Regions from separate parts of the Gossypium hirsutum genome. Here all the other regions are linked to region 2. A link is a contact called in public Hi-C data. All regions are on one chromosome and are shown on one strand. Each heading gives the region's core, a stretch centred on a gene start, on an enhancer-like site or on the middle of the called end of the contact. The rest is flanking DNA. Distances are from core to core; before and after follow the strand shown. Region 1 holds the start of LOC107913039 (outer envelope pore protein 37, chloroplastic). Region 2 holds the start of LOC107920342 (molybdate-anion transporter). Region 3 holds the start of LOC107912685 (BAG family molecular chaperone regulator 1).

Region 1 (3,823 bases), core at 826-3,325, 490 kb before region 2:
AAGATAAAGGAGTTGTAACTAACCTCAATTTATCCGATGGACTGAAGCGTCGCTTGAATGCAAATGACGCCCTATTAGTTGGTAGTGAAATGCTAGGAATAAATGACATTGTCCCATCCTGCAATGAAAACCATCAAAACCATCTACTAAAGCACTCAAAAAGCTTGAAAATTTACACAGCCATAATGTTTTCCAACCCAGCATTTTCCTATGAAGAAGGTGATCAGCCAGCTCAGCCAATTTTGAAAACCTAGCCATCTAAGTTATTCAACATTAGGTGTAATGGATCTCCCATAGAAGCCAGAGTAGCCAATCAATGAACAAGTATATAAACAAGACTGTAAACACAAAGCTATAACATTGAGGGAAAAAACCCACCTTATATGAGTATCTTAGTTTCAGTTCTTCATCTATGTAACGTGCGGCACCTACACCATACAAAATTGGACCTTTAACAATTCCATTTATCGACAACCTTGGTACGTCATCCTCTTCTCTCTCCTCTAATGAAAATTCACCGATGGGAAATCTGAATGTCGCTTTGGGCTGCAGCAACAGGAAAGTTCAGATGAGAGAAAAACAGCTATGACCAATGTTGAAAAACATCAGAGAGGAAGCATAAAAATACAAGTGGACTGCCATTAATCAAGTGTTTTAAGCGATGCAAAAGTCAGTATAGTATGGGTTGAATAATGCATAAAGAAAAAAACAACAGTATGACACCACATACATTAAGCAACTTAGAACCACAAAAAACTGCTGAAATTGAATTACCACATCATTCCATGATAAATGGTTCTCAATTGTCCATAACTTAATGCCAAGCAATCGATTTTCACTAGTAAGACACCAGGAGAAACAAAGCTCACCAATGAAACATTGGGAACAGGTGATGACACTTCAACAGCATAACTAGGATCAGCAAGTTTTGCAATAGCTGCCAGTTCACCTTGTTGTGCCTGAGAAAAAAAAAAAGAGAGAGAGAGAGAGAGATTCAGGGGATATGGCATATGTGGCTTTAAGGAAATATTTATTCAGCACTTGAACAACAATTATGATAGTTGGCTTCAAAAATAATAAACTCCCCATTCCCAAAAATACAAGGAAAAATAGGATTGAAGATAAAAAACAACACAAGGATGTTCAGAGAGGTCTTCAAGACTCAAGTATGACGACCAACTAGACCATTTTATGAAAGAAAAATCCTCTGAAACCCCATTATCAATTTCATAGGCTCGAAAAACGATCACCAAATGCAAAGCCCGGTACTCGAAAATTCTCTAGAAAACCAAATAATAAACAATCTTTCATATCTTCCATGCACAATAAAAAAGAGGTTTCAATTTTATACAATTTTCAATGACATTGGCAACCAAGACTCCCACTAAGCCAAAACCGCGAGTTGGAAGGAAAGAAAAACCAACCTTAACATCAATGGCAGCTTTGAAATGCCACGTAGGACCGACATTGTAGTAACCCTGGAAGATGGCATTTTGTTCCTCAGGATCGTAGTATATGGACAAGTACTTAGAAGATAGCGCCAACTGGGGCTCCGTGATCTCGCGTTTGGCGTTGTTGATGAAGGAGAGTTTGAGCTTCGCAAGGTTGTCGAAGAGCTTACAAGACAGCTTGTGGAAGAACACGCGGCTATCACTATCGAACTCCGAAGTCACTCTGAGGGAGGATAACGAAGAGAGAAACTGGTAGGGCTTCCTGGGTGGTGGAGAAGATGGCGGTGGCTCAGGCTCCGGCTCCAAAGGGGACGGTGGCGGTGGCGGTAACAGGGGCGGGACAAGGTAATTGGGGATTCGAGGAGAAGCGTCCAGCATGGCTCAAATTGGGAGGGGGGTTTTGGGGTGTGTAATTGAAGGTATATGGGTGGTAATGGTATTCAAAGGGTTAAAAATTCTGGCCTTTGGCTACCAGAAAAAATCGAGGGGCGAGGGTTACTCTTCGTCAACCTACGCTTTTGCTTTGTTTGGAAATTGATATTTGGTAGAGAGAGAGAGAGTGACGTCTTTTGCATGCTTGTGTCACCGGTTATTTCGATTTCTACATTTTTTAAATTTTCTGATTCTGATTTGCCCTCACCCACCCTCCCCCCCTTTTATTTTCTTTTCACCTAAATATGTTTTTAGTATGTACTAATTGAACCCTTAACCCTATATTTTTTTAAGACAAAACTTGGGTTGTTTGGTTTTAATGAGATTGCAGTATTGAATTTTTAATTTTTTGATCTTTTCCTAATCTTATATTCGTGAACAAGATGTGGTAATGGTACAATTTTTTCTTAGGTTATCTAAAATTCCAAGTGAAATATGAAATTTTAGACAATTTTTTTTATCCTGATATTACTTTTCATCTTGATATTACTTTGTGGTTTATTAGATTGATGTTAAGGATTTTTTTTAAAATGTGTTTGTTGAATGCTATAGGAAAATGCATGTAAAAGTATCGGGGAAGCCCTTATACTTAGGGGTGAATTGCATTTTGATCCCTCTATTGAAAAATAGGTAAATTATCTCTTGTACATTATTTCAAAACGTGCAAATTAACCCATCCATTAATTTTTTTTTGTTAAATGATGATGTGGAACGTTAAATCCATGCTAAAATTATTTTTTCGGGTAAACATTAAAAATGATCACTCAACTATTAAATTTTTTTATTTAGTCACTAAACTTTTCGAAATTAAATATTTTAGTCACTTTGAGCTAATGTAGGTTTTTTTATTGGTCAGTAACAAAATTAGCCCTTTAATGTTTGCACATTCTATCAATTTAATCTTAAATATAAAAAATTAAACAAATTTAGCCCTCAATGTTTATAAAATTTGTCATTTTAGTTATAATTCTAAAAAATCAATATGGCCCTTAAAATTTATAGAATTTGCCAATTTAGTCCTAACTCAGAACGAAATGCATAGTTGGGTGACCATTTTTATAATTTACCCATAAAAAAATCATTAATCTTATATTTCGTCAACCAAACATATGAATATTACATTCTACCAAATAGACCAAACAAGTTAATACTATACTCCATCGATAATCTTACATACCCGTAATCTAAGATTTGGTGAACCAAACACACCTTTAGAGTATGTTTAGATTAAAAAAAGATAAAAATAAAAGAAAGGGAAAAAATTAGTGTTTGGTTAAACCACATAAAGGAAAAGAAATAGTTGAATATAATATTAGTTTTATAATTATAACATTTTTATGATATATTATGTAAAAATGGAGGGTAAAAAAGATATTTAATATCTTAAAAATATATAGATTTTGTTTCTCTAACTTTCCCACCAATTTGAGGGAATTAAAAATTTGACACTTTGAGAAAAAGTAAGGGATATACTCAAAAGTCTTAACCTTTCCTTACCTTAAAATTTTTTTTATCCAAACAAGTGGAACAACTTTCTCTTGCTTTCCTTTCATTTGTTACTTCCATCCAAATATAAGGTTTATTTTAAAGTTATCTCAAATAAGCAAATAACTTCTTACAATTTATTTGACTAAAATAAAAGTAAAACTTATTTAGGGAAAGCGTTATATATATATATATATTTGTTTAGATAGACTTAATAATTTAAGCTAAGGAAAGTAAAGAAAATTGAGTATCCCTTTCTTTCATTTAAAAATTAAATTTTTTATTTACTCTAATTTGGAGGGAAAGGTAGAGAAAGAAAAGTAAAACAAAATATTAAGATGTAGAATTTTTTTTTTTTGTCTACTTTTTTTATAAATAAATTTATGAAAAGGTTATAATTGTAAAGATTTATTATAATTAATACTTTGCTTCCCTTTCATTGTTTATCCAAACAA
Region 2 (3,831 bases), core at 1,015-3,514:
CAATGGCAAGAAAGCATGCAGCAGCATCAAAAGGAGCCACCGGTCCAAGGGACAATGAATCAACAAGTAGGTTCCCAAACAACCCAGACAAAATGGCAATAAGACCATTGCCAAGAAATATTGCCTTCGAAAATGTTAATGACAACCATTGTTGCTCAAAGCCCCTCTGCAAAGATTAGAAGCACAAACAGAATTGTCAAAACATAATTAAATTTAAAGGATCTATTGACATTAATTGTGCATAAAGGCTCATAGACGAATGTGGATAAACAGAACTAGATGGTTCGTGCTTTACCATCTGGGGAAACGATGATGGAAAATTTAAGAATTGAAGTTTAGTATATTCCTATGTATCATGTACAATATGATAGATGTAAACTAAGTATTTCAACACTGTTGGGAAACAACCTGACAGGGAGCAACATACAGCATCTATAATACTAGAAATAAGGGTGAAGGTCATAAGAGAATACATCTATAATGTTTATAAGTCCACCTAATAAGCATTAAGAGTAAAGGGGGATAGATGAAATGCCTCACCTTATTATGTTCAGCAACAAGCCATGACTCAAATGCTGAAAACAGAAGAGAGGTAGCAATACCTCCCAAAACACGACCTATCATCAAAACTTTGTATTCAGGAGAATGCTTGGTGATGCAGCTAAGTATGTAAGTTATGCAGTATGTAACGCATGCCCTCCTCCTGCCCCTGAATTGAAAAAATGAAGGTATTTTTGTATCATGACAAGAAACTTCATCCATAAAGCACAATATATCACAACAGAAGCCAAAGTAAAAGCTTACTGTTTGTCAGCTAGAGATCCAACAATTGTCCCAAACAACATGGAAGAGCCAAAACCAGCAATAAAAAGCTGTCCGATCTCCCCTTTTCCAAATCCATATGTACTGTACAGATAGTAAACATATGGACCCTGAAGCCAGTCTCCAGCTATTGACACATAACCATTTATTAGAACAGCAAGCTAGAATATGCCCAATTACCACAATATAAGAATGTTAATCTTTCACAATTACCAGAAAAAATAACTACAGATACGATCATACCTCAGAACAAATGTCGTGCATTACACTAATGAAGCTACATGTTTATTATGCATATTAATCAAAGAAAGACTTGCTAAAGTGCTAACCTTTTTTTTTTTTCACGGCATTTTCAAATGCTAGCTTAACAGCAAATTTTGATACAATAAGTCAAATTACTGACCAGTTGCATCCCAAGGAGACAACTAGAAAGCGCCATCACTCCTTCTATTACCAAGAAACTAATTCAAGGGTTTAATGCAACTTTATTTAGCTTTCAGCTAGTTTTACTATCTAAGGAAAAAAATCTTAATGGGGCAGACTAAACTCGGCAGAAGTAGACTTTACTCAAGCTCCAAGAAAATAGACTTAATTCTCAATTTTTTTTTCAAGACCATCATCAATAAGAGGGCCTAGAACCCAAGCAATAGCGACCTGTCTCAGACCCACCGAAAAAAAAACCAAATCCATCGTCTCAACCAGAAAACAGAAACGGACTAAAAATCGACATACAACTTATAGGAAGTCATTTTCAAGTACTAATTCCTTGTCTTTTACAAGCTAAATCAAATGAATGAATCCCGTTTTCCATTTCCAAAGCAAATAGAAACAGTATTGTTCAAAGTAGTCATTAATGACAAGAACATTATCCACCAAAACGGGAAAAAATAACAAAAACTAGCAAATCTAGGAAATGGGTATCTAAATTCATTAAAAAAGTCCAACAATAGATCAGATCCATGTTAATGTAAAACAAAAAAAAAAAGTGAGATCCAAAGATAGAAATGGAAATCAGATCTGGGTAAAACGAAACGAGGGTAGTTAGTTACCCATCATGAGAGAGTAGACAAGAAGGTAATTGTTCTTGAAGGAATTGAAAGCAGGGGACGTGTTGGTTCGGTCCTTGCTGGTCTTGCTTAGCTCTAATGCGGCCACCACCGCTCCCAATGCCCCGAACACGACGAAGTAGAACAGCTCCATTGCTGCTGCCTGGCCCTCCAACGCAAATTACTAAGAGAGATATGAGATATACCCAGCAAGAAAAAATGATGGATATTGGGTTTCTATTTCCTGCACATGCCTCTGCTTCAGTGGCTTCTTTTTGGAGTGTCCTTAGTTGTTGTACATTTGATTTAATCATTAAAAAGAGTGAGGTACAATGACGAGTGCGTGGTGGGAGAACTTGTGAGGATGAGTAAATATTAGATGAAAACCGCGAAAGACGAGCTTTTAACATTTGGGTCACTTTTTAGGTGGACTTTTTGGTTTTAGGTCCGACACGTGGCGGGATTGGGTTGTCTCATATGAAGAGTAACAAGGAGGACATGTCGGTGGGTTAAGATCTATGGACAACGCGTCTTGGATCTTCAACGAGGATCAAATGAAGTGGGCCCCTTCTGTGGGCCCTTGGATCACATTGTGGGGTGAAGATATTTATTTTAGTATTTTTTTATAGATAACATAATTAAATTTTTATTAATAAAAAATAATAAATGTTGATATATAAAATTATTACCTAATAATATATCTCCATGCATTTTTGAAAAACATAATATTTTAGGTTTCACAAATCTTACATTATTTATGTAGATTGATACATTTCTAACTTTATATTGAATTATGGTTTCATTACTAGCTTTTATTGGATGTTTCATAGGTTCCTATTTTTCTAAAAGAATGACATTTTTTCTACAACTATTAGTTGTAGCTCTAGTATCTAATAAAGCATGTAAATAATATATTTTAAATTCTTTAAATTGAAGTGTAATTTCAATATATGTGTAATATTTCCTAGACTGGAAATTTGAAAATATAATTACATCACTTATTCCAAGTTTCATTTGTTGGATTATTATCGAAGTTTGTATTTCTTTCATTCTAGTGTTTCTAGAAAATACAGAGTTTCTACTTGGTTCTGTGGGAAAAATAGGAATTGAACTGTTTTCATTCTTATCGGTGTTGAAGATATAAAACTTCTACTTGGGTTTTCCTCATCTTCCTCTATTTGAGTATTTAAGGGTAAAACCAAATTATCATTTGTATTTGTTATAGCTGTATTTTTAAAATATAATTTATCACCGAACGACATATATTCTATTGTACTTACGGGTTTAGAAGTACTTGCACTACTTATCCTATCTATTATCCAATCTCTAGGTATTGATAAATCTCTTAAATGCAATAAGTAGATATGTAGTTTCTTGATCTTTTTTATCAGTATATCCACAAAATTCTATTTTTAGAATAAAAGTTAACTTTTTTAATAAATTTCTAGGAGTTTCAATCTAGTTGATTAACTGCCCTTTCTGTTCTCTTCCTTTTTCTGATTCTTCCCATCTTCTTAAGAATTGTAAAACATCTCCTTGAAATGTTCCAACAAAGTAGTTTAAAATTTTTTCTTTTGACCACATGTTGTTGTTAACAACTATAGTCATAGATTGTGCCCAATCATCTATGGTTTTTTCATAGTTTGCTATAGGAATATTAGTTAGATCTAAATATATTCCTCCTTGGGCAACATTTCTTTTGTTTAAATCATCTATTCTATGTGGGACTGGTTGAGTAGATGATTCTCCTAAATTCTAAAATTTTATTTCATTAGTAGCAATATTTTCAGTTTGATTACCAAAAATCCTACTTGTATTTTCAACTTGTAAATAGTTTTTATGAAAATATCTTAAATAATCATCTTTTTGAAGATCCGGCTCTATTTTTCTTTTTCCATGAGGATTATAATTTGTTTGATCAGTATCCATTGGTTTTGGTATTTCTATATTTTCTTCTTCATCT
Region 3 (3,699 bases), core at 693-3,192, 470 kb after region 2:
GGAGGAATCAAATGTCTCCCAGTTCGTGGTGACTACGACGGGCCCCGATGCTGATTGGTGGTGTTGATGGATTGGCAAATGGGCAATTGAGTTGCTCGATTGCTGCTCTTGAACTGGTGCTAGTCTTTGCCAGTTAAAATGCCTAGGCTTTTGCTCTTGGGTTGGGGCTAGTTTTTGCCCATTTGTATGCTTGTGTTGATTTTGGATTTCCATTTGACCTCCATTGTTGCTTGGCATAGCGTTTTTAATCTTCAACATATCCAATGTTTCAACATATTTTTGAACTCTTCTCACCTTCAACAATGCCAAAAGGCAAATCAGTATGGCTCTAAGTCCCAAAGAAAAGCAAATATACATTTTATCTTTCTAATTTTGAATAAACAACGGATATGGGTTTGCTTTCGGCAAATCGGGATTCTTAAGTACCTGCATTTTTCTTTGCAATTTTACATCTCCATCGGCTGTAATCGCATCTAATTTAAGCAACTGACTCATCAGCAGCTCAATCGAATTAATCAAGTCTTTCTCCGCTACTTTCCCACCTTTGGTGATTATTGTTTCAAAAGCTGACACCTAGGCAATATCCAACCAATATAATTTAAACTAAGAAAAATAATGCATAATCTCATAAATTATTATGTACCAGTATTGAATATTATGTACCTGGCCAGCAAGCCTATCAACTTCCAAGCTGACTTGGGAGATGGATTTAGATGCCTTCTCTACCTTAGCATTCTTTCTGGTCTCCAATAACCTCTTTTCTTGACTAATTGGGTCTTCAACTAAGACAATTTTGGACTTGTCCTTCACACCTGCCATATCTAGAAACGCTTTGGAATCCCTCTCCTTGTCTTTGTATAATAGCTTTTGATCTTGATGGTGTAATCCTGTTGGCCCTGTCAGCATCTTCTTCAACTCCCCTGCCACAACAATCCAAAGTAACTTTAATTGGTCTATTAGAGGTTATTATTATTAGTATTATTATTGTGAAAGATGAGAAATTTACCGAATGTAGCTTGAGAACTGATACTGATTTCGTGGTAGATGGAGCCGTATTTGACTCTAACTCTAATAGTCGGTGGTGGGATGGAATTTCGATCGGAGTCCGGGTTTCGCTTTTGTACCAACATGCCTCCGGGTCTAAGCTCCAAATCATGAGCAGCCGATTCACCTCTACCGCCACCGCCATTTGCCACCGGGGCCAACCCTGTTGCTTTTGTCTTCACTCTCATCATTTTCTTTTAACTACGATATGTTTCGTTTCGGTGACTAAAACAAAAAGAAGAAAGAAAAATTTCTACGGAGGGGAAGGAGAGATTGTTTTAGATCTTCAGAAAGAGTGAAAGCGAGCGATCTGTATCAGAAATCATGGAGAGCCATTTTTAAGACTTAAGGGGATGTTATCACGAGAGGTTCTTAAGAGTCCCACCCCAGCATTATCCGAGTCCAATTCCAACGCCCACGCGTATTTACAAAGACAACCAAGAAAAATAAAGCAGACCAAACCAAAGCAAAGACACGAAGGAAACTCCAACTCTTCGACTTCTCCCTTTTACAATAGCGTCTTACCAAAGGCAAGAAGAAAAAGAGAAAATCATCGATTCTTTCCCTGCAAGAAAACCAAACTCAACTCCTAGATCGCTGACACAAAAAGAAGAAAACTCAGATCTCTCCAACGCAAATGTAGCAGAAAAATAAAACGATGCTACGAGAATCTCCCACTTTTTCACAACAAAAAGACTGGAAAAATCAAATGTCCAACGGTGGGGAAAGACTATAATATGGAAAATGAACAATTTTCTTTCCAAATTATGAATCTGTTTCTTTTTCTCTCCCTCCTAGTAGCTCTGGGATACTCATGGAAGAATAGGGAAACGAATAAGAAAAAAAGAATATGAATAAAAAACGAGTGGACAGCTAATTGAGCAGCTTTACGACCTTAAGAAACAGATTATATAAATGTTTATTTTTTATATATTAAAAAAATAGTTTAAATAAAAAATAAATATACTTTTATGTTTTAAAATTACGGGGAAAATGAAAGGCAAACAAACAACGATGCCGCCAAATTGTGTAAAAGATTGAGAAAAAAATTATTCTTTTACCAAAATTTGGATCTTAGGTACTATTCTGCTGCGACACGATTTATCTTATAAAAGGACCGGTTGATCATTGGTACTTGCACACGTATAGTGCTCAGGGTATATCGGGGAATTCATTATAATTTTGCAATAATTCCAATCATTGACTTGATAATTATATTGACGATTTCAAACACGTGGCAGTTTAACGAAATTGGTCGAAGTTTGAACAAAGCAAAATGAAAAAGAAAAGGAAATGTTAATAATTTTAGTACGCAAATTATTCAAATTAAAAAAAAATACAAATAGGTTTATCATAAATTTTAATAAATATAAAATCAAATAAATGATAAATTAAATTTAAGGTTGCTAAATTATTAGTAAATTTATTTTTTGGTCATTCAATAATCACTAAACTATTAAAAAATTTTATTTAAATTATTGAGTTATTACAATCATCGTTGCATGACATTTTTTGTTCGCATCGTCTGCACAAATCAAAAGTTCTTATTCTCAATCTTTTTTATGTTTTAGTTTTATTCATGCAACAATTATGAACATCATAAATTTGTAAACCAAAATTCAAACAGCTTACTTCTCCTATCTCTTACACAAGTTGTCAAATTGACTTGGATCTAATATATATTCATCTACTTGTCGATTGAAACTAATCTACCGTACTGATTATCGAATTATTACTTAATGCTCGCTAGTCAGACCTTTTAAAAGAAAAATACTTAATAGTGTAGTGACATAAATAAAAAATTTTAAACAATTCAGTAACTTAAATGAAAACTTTTGAATAATTCAGTGACTATTTTATAATTTTTGAAGTTGAGTGACTAAAACCTGAACTAATTAATTTTGAACAAAGAATGAATTGAAAATGATATTTAAAATGATTTAATAAATGAGATTATGAACTAAAAAGATCATAATGTTCAAAATAATCTAGTTTATTGATTTTAATATAAAAATAATATAATAAACAATATCTTTTTATTTTATATAACAAAATTAAATATTATTTCCGATCTTAGTTATATCTAAAATTTATTTTTCAAATCATGATTTTTAAGACCACCTCAACATCCACGGGATGTTAAGTTCCTTTGTTTTGGCTAAATGGCATGTGCAAAATTTATTGTCCAAACATTTTATGATAATGAAATATTTTGAACTCAACACTAGTGAGTATCGAAGTGCTACTAACAACTTCTCGGAATTCTCCTAAAAAACTATTGAATTTTACAGACACGGAAAGGGAATTGATGTGATAGAACAGGAACTCAACTTTTGTGGATGTTGAATTCATGGATGATTTTTAATGAAGAAGTCGACACAAATAGGTGTCGACTTTAGGCATGTTTAAGCTAACCTAAACATTTCCCCTCTCCTATAAATAATGTGGTTTCATTTGGTAGAAAAGTAAAAAATAATGTAAATAATTGTCAAAATTTTCTCATTTGTGATCCTTAAAATAAATTGCACTATCTGCAAAGCTTCAGTAACTCACGTAATTAGTTAAGAGTTTTTTTTTCATAATGCATAAATTAGTGGTATAACATATGTGATTAATTTTTGTAATCAATATTATGTAATGATCAAATCATTGTTA

What was found. Hi-C and Micro-C count contacts between places; a contact is called where the count stands out from the background.
Region 1: a contact with region 2 is called in a Hi-C map of leaf, with 2.0 times the contacts expected there. The contact joins the promoter of LOC107913039 here to the promoter of LOC107920342 in region 2. A contact is called at or near these places in 2 of 34 Hi-C or Micro-C datasets (hypocotyl and leaf).
Region 3: a Hi-C map of leaf shows a contact between it and region 2, with 3 times the contacts expected there. The contact joins the promoter of LOC107912685 here to the promoter of LOC107920342 in region 2. A contact is called at or near these places in 3 of 34 Hi-C or Micro-C datasets (all in leaf).

Annotation. Positions count from the first base shown.
Region 1 is chrD08:33,613,519-33,617,341 of Gossypium_hirsutum_v2.1, forward strand. It overlaps LOC107913039 (outer envelope pore protein 37, chloroplastic), which reads right to left and starts at 2,076. Exons shown (of 7, transcript XM_016841494.2): 1 at 1,425-2,076; 2 at 870-959; 3 at 379-546; 4 at 24-118. The coding sequence starts at 1,829.
Region 2 is chrD08:34,098,832-34,102,662 of Gossypium_hirsutum_v2.1, forward strand. It overlaps LOC107920342 (molybdate-anion transporter), which reads right to left and starts at 2,265. Exons shown (of 8, transcript XM_016850007.2): 1 at 1,872-2,265; 2 at 805-949; 3 at 541-709; 4 at 1-166. The coding sequence starts at 2,022.
Region 3 is chrD08:34,572,882-34,576,580 of Gossypium_hirsutum_v2.1, forward strand. LOC107912685 (BAG family molecular chaperone regulator 1) reads right to left here and starts at 1,943. Exons shown (of 4, transcript XM_016840986.2): 1 at 1,007-1,943; 2 at 664-920; 3 at 427-573; 4 at 1-294. The coding sequence starts at 1,235.